4 separate regions of the Mus musculus genome follow, and all the other regions are linked to region 1. The links are chromatin contacts, called in public HiChIP or PLAC-seq and Micro-C maps. All regions are on one chromosome and are shown on one strand. Each heading gives the region's core, a stretch centred on a gene start, on an enhancer-like site or on the middle of the called end of the contact. The rest is flanking DNA. Distances are from core to core; before and after follow the strand shown.

Region 1 (3,596 bases), core at 663-3,162:
CCCCGGCTTTCAAACCTGCAGGATCCCGGAAAGGGCTGCCAAGGAGGACCACAGGGGCCGGGGGCTGCCGGAGGGGGTGTGGCTCCCCGAGTCGCCGGGCTCCCCAGGGCCCCAGCCCACCCAGCTGCCAGGCCGCCGCCTACCTCCTCCAGCAGCGTGACGGTGTTCCTGCAGTTGTGCAGCCGCGTGGTGAAGCTGGACGTGGTGGGCGAGTTGTAGTCCTCGGTGGTCTCGGCGATGAACTCGGACACGGAGATCTGGTCCGGCATCCTGCCGCGGGAGGGACGAGACACAAGCGGGGGCGGGCGTGAGTCACGGCGCAGGCTCCCGGGGCCGCCGGGCGGCTCATGAACGCCACGCGCGCAGCCCGACCCGCCGCGGCGCCCGGCCTGGCGCGCGAGGAGTGGAGCGGAGAGGAGCGGAGCGAGCGGCGCAGCGCCCTTCAAACTGCAAGCGGCGCGCGCAGGCGGCCGGGGACGCGCCTCCCCGAGCGCACGCAAGGGGCGGCGGGGCGGGGCGGGGCGGGGCGCGACGGGGAGGGGCGGGGCTGGGCGGAACGGACCGCTCCGGTGGCGCTGACAAGCGGCGAGGCTCGACCGACTGGGGCGCTCGCTCCCGCGGAGCGGCGGGCGGCGCGCCCGCGCCAGTCACGGGGACAAACACGGAAGTGCTCTGCGCACGCGCCCCGCACGCCCCGCCCGCCCCTCTCTCTCCACTTACCCCCCCCCCCCGCCGCCCGGCCCTCGCGCGGCCCCCACCTCGCAGCCGCCGGCGCTGGTGCTCGTGCCCGTGGGGCTCCGGAACCGCGCCCCACGCACACACACACACACCCGGCCGCCCCCGGAGCGGTTACTTCAGCGAGCTGGTTACGCGAGCGTTTTTGCAAGAGAGGGACCAAAAAAAAAAAAAAAAAAAAAGTTGTTCGTGTTCTTTTTTAGTCCCGAGTGGGTGCAGGAAGCGAGGCCCGGAAAGCCGTCTCCCTTCTGCGCGGACCGAGGGATGGGGGCGCAGCCCTGCTGCCCTCTGAACGCCAATGCTGTGCCTTGTGCAGAGACAGGAAGGGTTGTTTTAAAATACTTTCATCTGTCCAGATGTATTTGGTTTTTTTTTTTTCTTCCCCTACCCCAGAGGACCGCCGAGCATCCGGAGATGCAAAAAGTATTTCTCAGGTGCAAATGCTCTTCACTGCTAAGCAGGAACTGACTTTCTTCTGAGAAAAGTACCAATTCAGCCCCAGCAAGATGTCTACTGTTGTTAGTCCAACATACCCATCTAATTTCTCACCACCGACTGGAAGATTTTGAGAATGGTATCAACAAAACCCACCTAGTCCTTGGGATTGGCCTCCAGGAGCCCTTGAAAGCGTATGACTGGCCTCCATTAAAGCCTGCTTTGGAAGGCAAGCCCTGTGGCCCACTCAGACCTGCCTGCATACCGTCCGATATAGCTAGCTAGAGGTTGTGTTCGCTGGCCTTTCTGGCCGCGTGTGGGTCGTGTGGCTCAGGGACCCACGGAGAGGGCTTGTCTTGAGTGAGGACCGGCAGGGAGGGAGGAGAAGACTGCATGTCAAGAGGAAAAGGTTCGCCTCACAAGCTGACAAATTCTGAGATGAGTGATGTCGGCAAGGGCCACATTCCTGCTGTCTTGGAATTTGCTTTGCAGCAGAGGACCAGACAAATAGGCAATACAGAGGAGGAGTAGGAGAAAATGACAGAGCCATACATAAACCATGGTCAGAGAAGGCTCAGTCAAAGTGTGCAGAATAGAATGGATACACCACTCGATACCCTGTTGGCTGGGAATCTTGGACCCCTAACTGCCTCCCATGAAAGTAGAAGACAGGGACCCTCATGGAGGAGGCTGAGTTCATGGATGAGGACTTGCTCTCTGCATAGGAAAAAATGGGTTAAAATGTGTGCTGTTTCTCTTCCTGGCTTGACCGAATTGGGTGTGCACTGTGCCTCCACTGCGGTTCCTACCAGTGCTCTCCAAGGCAGGGAAGTGTCTCCGCCTACTACAGGAAGAACTTGCTAAGGGAATGAGCATAAAGAAACACATCCCTGGCAAACTGACCTTTTAAAAAAAACTAGTGAATAAAGAGGTTAAACATAAACAAGAGTACTTTCTCTCCTCAGTACTTTAAAAGTTTGGTTTGGGAGACATGGAGGGTTTAGCTCTCAGGGAGAAAATAAGGCAGGAGGAGACTGGCAGCTGACCACCCCACAAGGGCAGGCTCACTGGTTGCCAGGGCTGCAAGATGTAGCATTTGGAGAATGAACATTCCAGAAGAGAATCCTAGCTCATTTCTCACAGCATCTGGAAAATTCTGTAAGTTGGAACAAATATGACCCTCACTAGCTTGGCCTAATTAAGCTCCCTGCGCCTCAGAAATCCCATGCTCCCCTATAAAGTACTGAGAGCAAATCAGCGAGAAAAATCAGTGAGCACTGGGGCTTCCCTCTGAAAGGATTTGTCTTCCTCAGGGCTGTGAGCCAGTCTGGTCCCACCCCCCACACCCCAGTTGTCATCTAGTACCTGCCCTGTCTACTGAGCTGGCAGCACTCCTCTGTGTGTGTGACATAAACAGTAAAAATGAACTGTTGTTCAGAGCCTAGACTTAGCTAATAAGTGTGTCTGTTCCCAGAGACCCTGAATTCCACAGCTTTCTCTCCTAATTCAGATACCTTGGGTTTGGGTGGCATGAGTTTATCAAATAAGAGGGTAAGGCGTGTCAAAAATGACCACCACACAGAGCCCTCCCAGCTCCAGCCGGTTTGCTCCCACACCTGGCTCTGCAGATGAACGAGTCAAGATTATTCCAAGCTCAGCAGTGGTAAACAGCCAGGGATTTCTTTCTGAATTCACCGGAGAGCCCAAACTGCCGCCACCAATTGCTGTTTCAGTTTCCTCCGAAGATTATGTTATGTATCTGCCCCTCCCCTGCCTCCTCCAGCCAAGAGGGGACTATATGAACAATGAGATATTGTGCTCTGGTAAGCATATACCTCCTTAGACTGGTCTGCAATTAGAATTTCAAAGCTTCGCACCTCAACCCACCATCTCTGGGGTTCATGGACCATAATCCTCTTTAAATTTGAAACCATGCCCTGGTGCAAAACCATCTGCACCTCCCTTTTTCTCAAATACCCCGAACGCCATTCCTGGATATCTAAAAGCAAATAGAGTCTGGCGTGGGCAAAGCTGAAAGGCTGGGTTTCTTTACAGGGAACTACCCAGAAATACACACTTATCCTCTCCAAAGCCAGAAAAAGACACGTGCACACAGACTCGAGCTTCTGTGAACCCGGCTTATATAAAGCAAGCGCCGTCTACGCTGTCGTCATTATAATCCCCCTCAAAGACTGTTTATTACCCTAGGCCTCTCTCATTCTGCTAAGCACTGTCCAGAGCAGCAAGCTACTCAGCCTGCAAGGATGCTTTGTGTCCTGGAAGTGAAGCACCAAGAACAGGACAAGCTTGTTCCTATGGACACCATTAGCACTGCTGACCACCGTCACCTGGGAATTGACTCCGAGTCATATTTCTACTCACAAGGCTCGCTCTCCCATCTACTTTGGAACCAAAGAAGCTTGCTT
Region 2 (3,596 bases), core at 351-2,850, 250 kb before region 1:
CCAGGAAGAAAGCCTAGCCAGGTGACCTGTTCTGCAGGCTCCACCACAGGAGAAAAAGCCACCTCCCCCAGCCTCCTTCCCAGTTACATGGAGCCCAGGGCCTGGGAAATCATTCCAGCTGGCAACCCTGCCAGCCACCTCCACTGTCATCGCAAAAAAAAAAAAAAAAAAAAAAAAGCTTCCTTTTTCTCCACACTGAATACAACCCTCCAAGAATAGGGAGAGTCTCAATCAAAATCAGAGTGGAAGCTTCCTCAGAGGGAGTCCCTATTTCCTCCAGGGATCCGCGGATTTCTGGAGGCTGAAGTAACAAAACATGGCTCTGGTGATGATGGGGTGGAAGTTAAGGGCAAAGAAGGCAAAAATGAGGAAGCCTACGGGCTCACTTCTCAAAATTTACCAGCCACCAATTCATTTCACAACTATCTATAGGAAGCCTCCCTGTGCTCCCGCCCGGCACGTGTCTTAAGGGATGAAGGCATTAAAGGGGAGGTGACATTCCCACCCTGAACCTCAAGGCCAGGAAACCTAGTCCCATTTACTGCAGGCCAGAACTGAGAGCGGCCCATTTTACAGACACAAGGAGCCGAAAGACCCAGAGAATGCAGACAACTTGGCCAAGGTCACAAAGCTTGTGAGTGGTAGGACCAAGAATTAGACAGAGGTGCACAGCCACGTGACTCTCCCTGCTGCGCCACCTTCACACTCAAGCCCTCCCCCACCCCTCCATTTCTAGCGGCAGGGTGGGGATCTGAGACAACCCCCTAGGGCTCTGCTTGCAAAGGAAGTCCGGGTTCCTCTTTCCTCCCACCCCAGACACAAGACCCACATTCAGAGGACACACGGATTCCTTCCAGACCTACTGTGTGTGCACGACCCCCAGAAAGCCCTGTGGGCTCCAAATGCCTCCACCTCTGAACACTAAACTTCCATTTTTCAAAAAAAAAAAAAAAAAAAAAACTGATAATGATGATGATGATGCCGATGATGATGAAAACATAACGGGCAAAGAGGAAGTGCTGTTTAAACGCCGGCGGGGGTCGGAGCAGAAGGAAGTCAGGCTGGTGCGAGTCTATTCGCCCTTTTGGTTCCTCAATTCAGCCTCCTGGCCTGGAACCCCCACCCCCACCCCCAAAATGAAGTTAGCGGAGGGCAGCGCGGAGCCCGGGTCAGGCCCTGCAGCGCTCACCTGGCCTGCAAGAGGGGTGTGCCCGGGGACAACCACTCGGACCCCGCGCCCCAGCCTCCCAGTGCACAGCGCCCCAGGCGCTCGCTCGCTCCCTCCCTGCAGCCCGGTGAACCAGGGCGGCGACGCCGCAGCAGGCTCCCGGCCGGCCCTGCACGTACCTGGCGGCCCGACGGGCGGGCGGGCGAGCTGGCGGCGGGAGCCTGCGGTGCACACACGCCGCTTCCGGGTCGGCGGCTCGCGCGTCCCCGCCGCAGGTTCGCGAGCGGCCCCGCCGCGGCAGCAAGCGACAGCAGCAGCAGCAAACGGCAGCAGCAGCGGCCCGGCCCCGGCGCGGCCAGAAATCGCTATAAAAGGAAGAGGCGGCGAGGAGGAAGAGGAAGCGCTGTTTACCTTCGCAGCCCAGCCCGGCGCCGCACAAAAGGAGGACGCGACGCGCCGCCCCCCGCGCCCGGGCCCCGCCGCAGCACGGGCCCCGCGTCACCGCGCCCGGGACCGCCCCGCACCGCCCCCGCCCCAGCCCGCACAGTGACCTTGGGCGAGTCCCGGGCGCCTAGGCCCGACCCCCAGGGCGCCGGGTCCCCGCGGCCCCTCCCTCACCTGGGACGAGGGGTCGAGATGCGCTCGGCTCGGGCGCCACCTGCCTGGCTGCCCCTGGACCGCGGGAGCCGGGCAGAAAAACACCCATGGGGTCCAGTGGTGCAAGCCCGGGCACCAATAAAGCAGAGGCGATGCGAGGAGGGGGTCTGGGCTACCCACACGGTCACACGGTCGTCCCAGGACTTGTGATTTAGCGAAGGGGAAACTCCCCAAATACCATCTCCTTGTTGGGATTTTTGGTGTGGGGACCCCTGTCCTTCCCTTTGCCTAGGACATCATTAAGGGGCATTTTCCCCCTCTCCTTTACTCCTCTGCCCTCAAGTCCATGTCATCGTTATCTTGATTTTCAACCAGATTTTTCAGGAATATTTAATGTTCCGTGAAATATCTTTTCCCTGACCTCTAACGTGGTATCAAAAGGGTTACATCCACAACTTTTGCCCCTCCTTCTCATTCTTATCACCCCTCCACCTGTGCTAGGGGCTTGGGGGTACAATATTGGGGACTGATTTACCTTGGACTATTTCATCTTTAACAAAGGGGTGTGTCCAGATTTTCCTTAACCTGGGCCAATTCGGGGAACTTGGGGTTGCTGAGGCCTCCAGGACGGTTCTCAGGGAATTTTTTTGATTGCAAAAAAACTTTGTAGTGCTGGGTAGAGCCACTCTGATGATGAAAGCTTGCTTGCACTGGGACAAGCGAGAAAGGGTGTGTGGCCCACTTGGCATAGCAAACCCAAAGGGAAAGCAGAAGTGCTTTCTAGAAGTCTCTGGAGGTTTTTAGGCCAAGGGAAGAATTGCCTGGGAGGCTAAGGGCCTGAGTTCAAGTCCTCCCTGACCATTGCACTTCATGACCCTGGTCCAACATCAGAGCCTGCCAGGGCATCAGAACTCTTGGCTCTGGGGAGCAGATGCCATCTTAACAGTGTAAGAAGTGGTCTGAATATTGAATCAACGGTCAGCTATAAAGTTGAGGGGACAGCAGAAGAGGTTTTAAACCTGGGCACAGCAGAGAGCATGCAAAATGGGAGGGCCTCAGTCTGGAAGTTCAGAGTGAACCAGGTGCCAGAGGCTGTGCCCACCTCACTTAGCTCTCACCACAGTCCATGAAGCAGCCTGCCCAGAGTTACACATGAAGAGGCTGAAGCAGGGACAGATGGCATCAGCCTGAGGTCATGCCTATCACATACCAGAGGAGCCAGGCAAGCACCCAGGTTGTGTCACTTGAAGCCCAAGGACGTGCCCAGTCTGAGCCATGTGAAATGGAACAGACTGTAATGAGTCTATATACAGAACCTAGAAAGGCTATGACCATTGCTGCTGCTCCTATTGGAATAAGTGTTAAAAGACTCAAGGACCTAAGAAGCTGGGGGGACTTCAAACAGCTTAGGGCAATTGGAGTGCAGCCTGAGTGTGGGCAGGAGGCAGGGAAGAGCAGGGGAAGAGGAGGGCATGGTCAGGGGTCTACACTTAGCCTGTGTTCCACTGAGTTCACCACTTGCTAGCTTGAATTCCAACCAGTCATTCCCATGTGTCTCAGATAGGAAAGTCTGTTCCCAGATTCAGAGGCTGAGTCTTGCTTGTTCAATCAGACTCTGGTATGCTTGTCAGATGCAAGCAAATGGAGAGCTGGAAAGAGTGTTTTCAGAGTCTTTGTGGCAAGTCTGTGGTGGCCTGAGAGATCAACCCTGACAATAAATAGTGAACTCCAACATCCTGTAAGGAACACTACCTGCCATTCCCAACGACACAGGCACAGGCACGTCATGTACCCCCTCCCCGGCCCCCCCCACTGTCACTCGTCCATCTGT
Region 3 (3,596 bases), core at 548-3,047, 200 kb after region 1:
TAACCCTGTTGGGGAGGTGTCTGGAATGTGTGGAGCAGTTCCTTTCAATGATGGGTGGTGGGTGCTAGACCACCCAGGGGTTTCTCTGAAAAGCAGTCAAGGAGAAATGAGCAGGAGCAAGCAGGGTCACTGCTGACAGACCCTGATTCTAGAATCTTCCTTGGAGGGTGCTCAGGTTTGAAAGGAGTGGGGGATGTAGCATGGGGTGGGGGGGATGTCCATACACTTCCTCCATGCCTTTGTTTTTCTTTGTTGTAATCCCTTGGGAACAACTGCTTACTAGAAAGAAAAATCGAGTAACACCTGATTAGAAAGGACTGCCTCCAAATGGTAAGGCACGGATTACACTTTTGAGTTAATTTTTCAGTTTGTACACAGTCTAACTTGGGACCAGCCATGACTGCATTTAATGGTGCCGTTTCCATCTTCTGACTTATTACCTCCCCCTCTCCTGTCTTCTCTTTCTGCTGTCATTTTTTCTCTCCTTTTTACTTGAGGAGGTTTTTTTTTCTCCACCTTTTATGGTTTTAAGGTGGAAGAGCTACAAAAAGAGGCAAACTATATATAACTGAAGGGAGAGAAGGAGAGAGGCAAGGAGGGATAAGACGGGAAATACACACTTATAGGAGCTCCCTCTCACCTTACTGTCTTGAGATATTTTATGCTGAAAATATGTTCCGTTTCCTATTGAGTTACCCAAGATCCCCCAGGAAACAAGGAGCGGAACTATATATCTGCAAGAAGCAGAAGGAGCACACTTCCTGCTTCAGATTATGGTCCTTCATTAGGTGATTGACCAAACTGCAATCATATTGTACTACTATGCAGCTACTTCTATAAAGAATGCCATTACACATCACAAACACTTCCCTGTACCATTAGCTCCATTTCCCCCTATGTTTATTGAAGTGCAGTTTCTTTTAAGCTGGCAATTGGTGGTATGTAGTCTCATGTGACCACAACCTATACCACATATGAAACACATGAAACACTTCTGTTACTCTGATGTATTTTCTGTTCAAATCACCCCCTGTCTCCATCTCGTTTTGAGGGGGGAGGGGCTTCTCCCACTGAATCTTGCATCTTTATCCACTTCATTTAAATGTGCGTGTGCAATGCACATTTTTTGGTGATCTTTAGTTTTCTTTTGCACTGCTATTGATAATCATCTTATTGATTTATATAGACTCTACTTTTTACCTAGAGTTCATTTTCAGGGTAAGGTCTCCACATATTAAATGACTAATTAAGTAATCTTGAGTCAGAGTCTGATGTATCCCAGTCTAGCCTCTAACTCTCTAAGTAGAGAATGACCTTGAACTGATCCTTAGAGGTGGGCAAAACACCCAGTTTATTTGGTGCTGAGGATAGAACCCAGAGCACTCTACTAACAGAGCTATATCCTCAGCCCTCTATATGTCTATATTTTTTCTTATATACTATGGCAAGCTTTAGTTTATGAGTTAAAAATAATAGAGCTTGCCATTTTGGACAGGAGGGATGATGGAGGACACAATGTAGGTAGGGGAGCCCCCCTCCCCATTTCAGGTTTCAGATCTGCCAGGACCCACTACTGGAGGGTTTATAACTTAGAATAGTTTACAAATTAGGATGCTAGTTACTGTGCTTAGTGGTTGTGTAATCTGTTGATTCTAAACTAAGATTGTGCAGTGTTTTTATTCACACAGTGGCTCAGCTGGGTTCCAGAGAAAAGTACACTGACAGGGCACCCTAGCCAGCCACAGGAATTTGGAAGTGTGAGGAGTGCATGGTAGTGGCCCACCCTGGGAACTTAGCAAGCTGGGTGGAGAGCTTTTGGAAGTCTGAGTCAGAGAGTCTGCCAGGCTGAGAACAGTTGGCCTGTCCACCAGTGCCCTGCCAGCAGGGGCATGGATTGCTTTCTAAATATTTCACTCAACAGGTGGCACTCAAGGTGAGGTGCTAGAATCCACTAGAAATTTAAGATTCTTAGCCTATGAGATAGAAATTTAGTCTGGGGACCAGTGCAGACAGTTAATGCTATTTATTATTTTGTTGTTGAGACATATCTGTTCCTAGCAGCTCCCCTTTTGTGGATTCTAAGAAGAAATTGACCATCTCTACCTCCAGGTAGGATACTACATTGTGAATGTGTAGCCACTGGGCAAAAATTACCTATTTTTATCTCCAGACAAAATACTGTCCAGAAAGAGGACCCACTATGCAGAAGAGTTGACTTATAATCTCTGCCAAGACAATGTAATTAGTTCTTCACTATTCTGTGTTACAAAGGTCTGTCAGATGACCCTGGGCCAGAAGGCTGAAGACTGATGCTCCAACTTCCTGACATACAGGAGCTGTATAGGTAGGCAGCTGTCTCTACAATAGTCTCAGTTCTGGAAGCTGTGCTGGGCTTCCTATATTTCCAGATAATATTGGTCATTCTCAGATTTCTGACTGAGTTGAAAGACTAGTTATAGTTTCATAGCCAACCCAGGCCTATTAGCATTGAAAGAATGTATTTAAGAGGATAGTTTTCAGATCATATACAAGCTAAACCAGGATATAATAGATATGGAAATATAAGCCTTTTTTTAAAAGTTATGCTAGCTAACAGAGTGTTCCATTTAATTGACCAAAATAATGGACTAGATGTTAGGTGTATCGTATACTTTATAAATTACAGAATGGTAATAGATATACTCAGTTTATATTTGAGAGAAAAGTTTTTTGGGGTTTTATTTTTGTTTGTTTGTTTTTTTAATACAGAAAGGTGAGATGTAGCAGAACCTTCCCCTAATGAACAAAGATTTTAGGGACCAATCACTGGGCAAGGAGTAGGCGGGACTTCTGGGTCAGAGAGAGGAAGAGGGGAGGCAGGAGAAAGATACTCCCTTTTGGATTGGAGAAATTATGGAGGACACAGTGTAGGTAGGGGAGGCTTCTGGTTCAAGTGGCAGATTCATCGGGATCTGCTACCAGAGGATTTATAACTCAGAATAGTTTACAAATTAGGATGCTAGTTGTTGCATCCAGCAATTGTGTTACCTGTTGATTCTTTAAAAAATACAGCATAGTGGCATGGTCTTTCATTCTCCTCTTTTATCCTAAACATTATGGTTCATTTCACCTTGTTAAAAAAATTAATGAGCTCTATCTATCTATCTATCTATCTATCTATCTATCTATCTATCTATCTATCTATCTATCCACACACACATATACATATGCTATATTTAGGAAGTAGAATTACTGGGCATAGCAACATAGCAATTGCTGAGTGAGTGTATGTTAAACTTTATTAGACATTGCCCAACATTACCCCCAAGTGGCTATCCCAATTTATAGTCCCTCAGAAATGCAAGCCACATTATCACTGAAACAGTTTAGTGCTTTTGCCAGTTGACTCACTGGCATTTTCTTTCTCTGACTGTCAATCAAGTTAGAGTTCTATGCATGTGCTTTTTGGCCAGCCATATAAATATCCTTTTAATAAAATTATGACTTTTGTCAGTTACTCTCACAACTGGAGTAGTTTTTATTTTCTAGATACACGTCTTTTTGTTTCCAGAACAATGTATCCCAGATATTTTAAAATAATTAATGGGTTGCAATTT
Region 4 (3,596 bases), core at 768-3,267, 160 kb after region 1:
GTTAGTTATCTATTTCTGCCCAGCTTAAAGCAAGTATCATCTTACAGGTTCTGTGGGTCAAGAATCTCCATGGCTTAGCAGATGTTTCTGGCTCCACATCACTCATGAGAATGCAGTCAGGTTGATGTCCAGGGCTCAGTCTTATCTCAAGACTCAACCAGAGGCTGGGAGATCAACTCGTACATTTATAAATGCGACAGAGGGAAGGCTGCATCCTTTTACAGGCTGTGAGACTGAGGCCCTTAACTCCTCATTGGCTGCTGGCGTTGGAGTCTCAGTTCTTCACTGAACCATAAAGGTCTCTACACAAGATGGCAGCATGATTATCCTAGCTTGAGCAATCAAGAGAAAATGAGATGATTTATAATGTCTTGAATGTAACATCCTGTAGCTAAGATTTAGTCAGTTAGAGATGAGTTATTAGAATCTGGCTATGGTGGCCAATACATATAATCCAAACCCTCAGGCTGAGGCAAGAAGACCCTAAGTTTGAGGTCAATGTGGGATATATGTATCTATGTATGTATCTACGTATCTACTATCTATTTATCTATCAATCATCTTTGTATGTATCATCTATGTATGTATGTATGAACCTGAACTACATAATGAAACCCAACAGAGGTGGAGGTTGGACAAGTAGGTACAGTGATGATTGGACTGTAGAATTAAGGAAATACAAGCAGGAGGATCAAGAGTTTGGGGTTATCTATATAGACTTCATAATGAGTTTCAAGGACATTCCAGTTAATATTAGCCAAAACTAAATAAGCAAGTCATTAGTCCGGGCCACACTCAAGGTGAGGGAGTTTCCTAAATGTCTTAATGGTGGAGAGAGAATCACTCTAGAAACCTAACCTTTGAAACTATCTACACATGCAAACAAAAACAGTTACAGGCTTGGTTATTTATTGAGCAACTATTTTATTTATTTATTTATTATGCAATTTTCTCAATTACATTTCCAATGCTATCCCAAAAGTCCCCCATACCCCCCCACTTCCCTACCCACCCATTCTCATTTTTTTTTTTGGCCCTGGCGTTCCCCTGTACTGGGGCATATAAAGTTTGTGTGTCCAATGGGCCTCTCTTCCCAGTGATGGCTGACTAGGCCATCTTTTGATACATATGTAGCTAGAGTCAAGAGCTCCGGGTACTGGTTAGTTCATAATGTTGTTCCATCTATAGGGTTGCAGGTCCCTTTAGCTCCTTGGGTACTTTCTCTAGCTCCTCCATTGGGAGCCCTGTGATCCATCCAATAGCTGACTGTGAGCATCCACTTCTGTGTTTGCTAGGCCCCGGCATAGTCTCTCAAGAGACAGCTATATCTGGGTCCTTTCAGCAAAATCTTGCTAGTGTATGCAATGGTGTCAGCGTTTGGAAGCTGACTATGGGGTGGATCCCTAGATATGGCAGTCTCTAGATGGTCCATCCTTTTATCACAGCTCCAAACTTTGTCTCTGTATCTCCTTCCATGGGTGTTTTGTTCCCAATTCTAAGAAGGGGCACAGTGTCCAAGAATGAAGACCAAAGTGTGAGCAACTATTTTGTTCTAGACATTCTTGTAGGTGCTTGGAACACACTAAGAAGAAAAACTGACCAAGATGAATCTGGTCTCATGGTGCTCCCTGGGGGAATTATTATGAAGGCACGTGAGAATAGAGTCTGTTTGAGGAACTACTGGAAGTAGAGTAAGATGGGACTTGGATATGTAGTGGACATGAATTACAAAGACCCTTCCTCACTAGGTGGTGTGTTTGGATTAACAACACAAGCAAGGAGAAGTTCTGCAGGTGGTACAGCCATAGTGTATGATGGGCTCCAAGAGTATCAATAGGACAAGGGTGGGCCGTAACTCCCATGAGAGATGTTGGTGCCTACCTCCTGCTTAATGAATTAAATGTGGAACTGTACAGGTGAGTCATATTTAGAAATCGAAAGGAATGGCATACTGTCAGATGTTACAACGTGAATGAAACTTGGAGACATTATACTAAAACAAATATGTGAGTCACGAGAGACCACATTCTGTATGACTCCATTTGTATAAAATGCTCAGAATGGGCGAGTCACCCATGGAGACAGAAAGTAGATTAGTGGTTTCTTGCAGTTGGAAAGGATGGGTGTGGAAGATGACAGCTAGAAGATACTGGGTTTCCTTTTGAGGCAATGAAAAAAAATGTTCTTAAATTGATAGGCCTGACTGTACAATTCTGTGAAGATAATCATAATGATAACAAAGTACATTAAGTTGTACGTAGTCAAAAGGTTGCTCGCATTGCATGTGGGCTATGCTTCAACAAAGATGTTTCAGAAACAGAAAACAGTCTGGGAATGTAGCTTGGTTGGTTGGTAGAGTGCTTGCTTAGCGTGAAGACATCCTGAGTTTGGTTCTCAGCACAGTGTGACCCAGGTGTGATGGGACTGTGCTCTGATTTCAGCACTCAGGAGGTAGAGGCAGGAGGGTCAGAAGTTCAAGGCCGTCTTCAGCTGCATAGCAGTTTAAGGCCCCGTCACAATAAAAATGACAATGACATCATCAACAACAACAAACATATCAACAACAGACAAACCAAAATCATCCCAAACACTTCAAAACACAATATAGAACCTAAAGCAGTTCTGGTGACTCTGAGATCAGTTTTTGAAGATTAGCTTAGCCCTTCTTGCTGCTCATGGTTAGGTCCTTAAAACTTATCAAATCCTGTTCTAAGTACTGTTTTCTTCCATTTCCTTTTCTTCCCTTCTTTCCTATTTTTATGGGAATCTCTTTATCACATTTTTAAAATCCTCTTTCTTATTTCTGCTTTTTTTTTCTCTACCTCAACCCATCTGGGGCTCCTGGTTACTTGTTCTAAGCATCACCCACATGACTAAGCCAGTATGGCTATACCTACATCTATAACCCCAGAACTGTGGAGATAGAGAAGGTAGGATCCAGGGCTTGTAGACACTAGCCTAGCTGCATATTCGGGGGGAGACCCTAACTCATAGAAACAAGGCAAAGAATGATAGGGAAAGATACTTAACATCCTCCTCTGCCTACTGTGAGAATGTGCACACAAGTGTGCACACACAAAGAAATCTGCATCTTTTAATAATATTGAATTCCTAGTTAAACTATGCCATCCACAATTCAGAAAATGACACTGCCTGACTACAACTAGCCACCATCAGGTCCCATATCCAATGAGCATCTTTGGTGTTAGGTCTTATTCGATAGTACACTGAACAAAGCAAACAGGTTTCACGTCTTTGCCAAAGTTTTCAGCCTAATGGGGAGATGAACAAACATAGAAGAGTATAGAACAATCAGCAAGGCAAAGGAAGCACACACAAACACTGAACACAACCTCAGATGCAAATGACTAAAGTAAAGCCTAAGATTGGCTGGGAAAGGACAGACAGGTGTGATACCAGAACATGCTCAGCAAAGAGGAGAGTTCAGGTGCAGGTCCAGATGGGAGAGAAAGCATGTGTTGTCCCCTAAAGAAGGGGGACAAGCCAGTAAGAACCAAGGGAAGGGCAGAGACATGGTCAGAGATGGATTGTGAGCTGTCTCTCCTGACCACGGGTGCTGTTAAAGCATCAGGTCA

The links. A called contact is a pair of places that touch in the nucleus more often than the background predicts. HiChIP or PLAC-seq counts read pairs in DNA pulled down with a chosen protein or histone mark.
Region 2: a contact with region 1 is called in a Micro-C map of embryonic stem cells, with 4 times the contacts expected there. The contact joins the promoter of Cyrib here to the promoter of 1700010G06Rik in region 1. A contact is called at or near these places in 4 of 39 promoter capture datasets (the C10 cell line, macrophages and pre-B cells), 4 of 484 Hi-C or Micro-C datasets (all in embryonic stem cells) and 3 of 9 other capture datasets (adipose tissue, liver and pancreatic islet).
Region 3: a contact with region 1 is called in an HNF4G HiChIP or PLAC-seq map of pancreatic cancer cells. The contact joins the enhancer-like site here to the promoter of 1700010G06Rik in region 1. A contact is called at or near these places in 1 of 39 promoter capture datasets (the 3T3-L1 cell line), 8 of 484 Hi-C or Micro-C datasets (3T3-L1-derived adipocytes, the C2C12 cell line, the HL-1 cell line and 3 more), 2 of 115 datasets of contacts at active chromatin or transcription factors (bone marrow-derived macrophages and pancreatic cancer cells) and 1 of 9 other capture datasets (adipose tissue).
Region 4: a contact with region 1 is called in a FOXA1 HiChIP or PLAC-seq map of pancreatic cancer cells. The contact joins the enhancer-like site here to the promoter of 1700010G06Rik in region 1. A contact is called at or near these places in 1 of 39 promoter capture datasets (the 3T3-L1 cell line), 3 of 484 Hi-C or Micro-C datasets (the HL-1 cell line, nephron progenitors and pancreatic cancer cells), 2 of 115 datasets of contacts at active chromatin or transcription factors (pancreatic cancer cells and vascular smooth muscle cells) and 1 of 9 other capture datasets (adipose tissue).

The regions. Positions count from the first base shown.
Region 1 is chr15:64,312,206-64,315,801 of GRCm38.p6, forward strand. It overlaps 1700010G06Rik (a long non-coding RNA gene), which reads left to right and starts at 1,913. Exons shown (of 2, transcript XR_003951590.1): 1 at 1,913-2,328; 2 at 2,753-3,596. It overlaps Asap1 (ArfGAP with SH3 domain, ankyrin repeat and PH domain1), which reads right to left. Exons shown (of 31, transcript NM_010026.3): 3 at 144-270.
Region 2 is chr15:64,058,848-64,062,443 of GRCm38.p6, forward strand. Cyrib (CYFIP related Rac1 interactor B) reads right to left here and starts at 1,601. Exons shown (of 13, transcript NM_001360036.1): 1 at 1,348-1,601.
Region 3 is chr15:64,512,069-64,515,664 of GRCm38.p6, forward strand. No RefSeq gene overlaps it. Among named protein-coding and RNA genes, the nearest start is that of Gm46509, 10 kb to the left of the region's middle. Within about 2 kb of position 1,798, at least 8 of the 459 cell types and tissues checked have an H3K27ac peak or open chromatin away from gene starts, as enhancers often do. A contact at or near this core is called in pancreatic cancer cells, where this site is marked.
Region 4 is chr15:64,475,339-64,478,934 of GRCm38.p6, forward strand. No RefSeq gene overlaps it. Among named protein-coding and RNA genes, the nearest start is that of Gm46509, 26 kb to the right of the region's middle. Within about 2 kb of position 2,018, at least 41 of the 459 cell types and tissues checked have an H3K27ac peak or open chromatin away from gene starts, as enhancers often do. A contact at or near this core is called in the HL-1 cell line and pancreatic cancer cells, where this site is marked.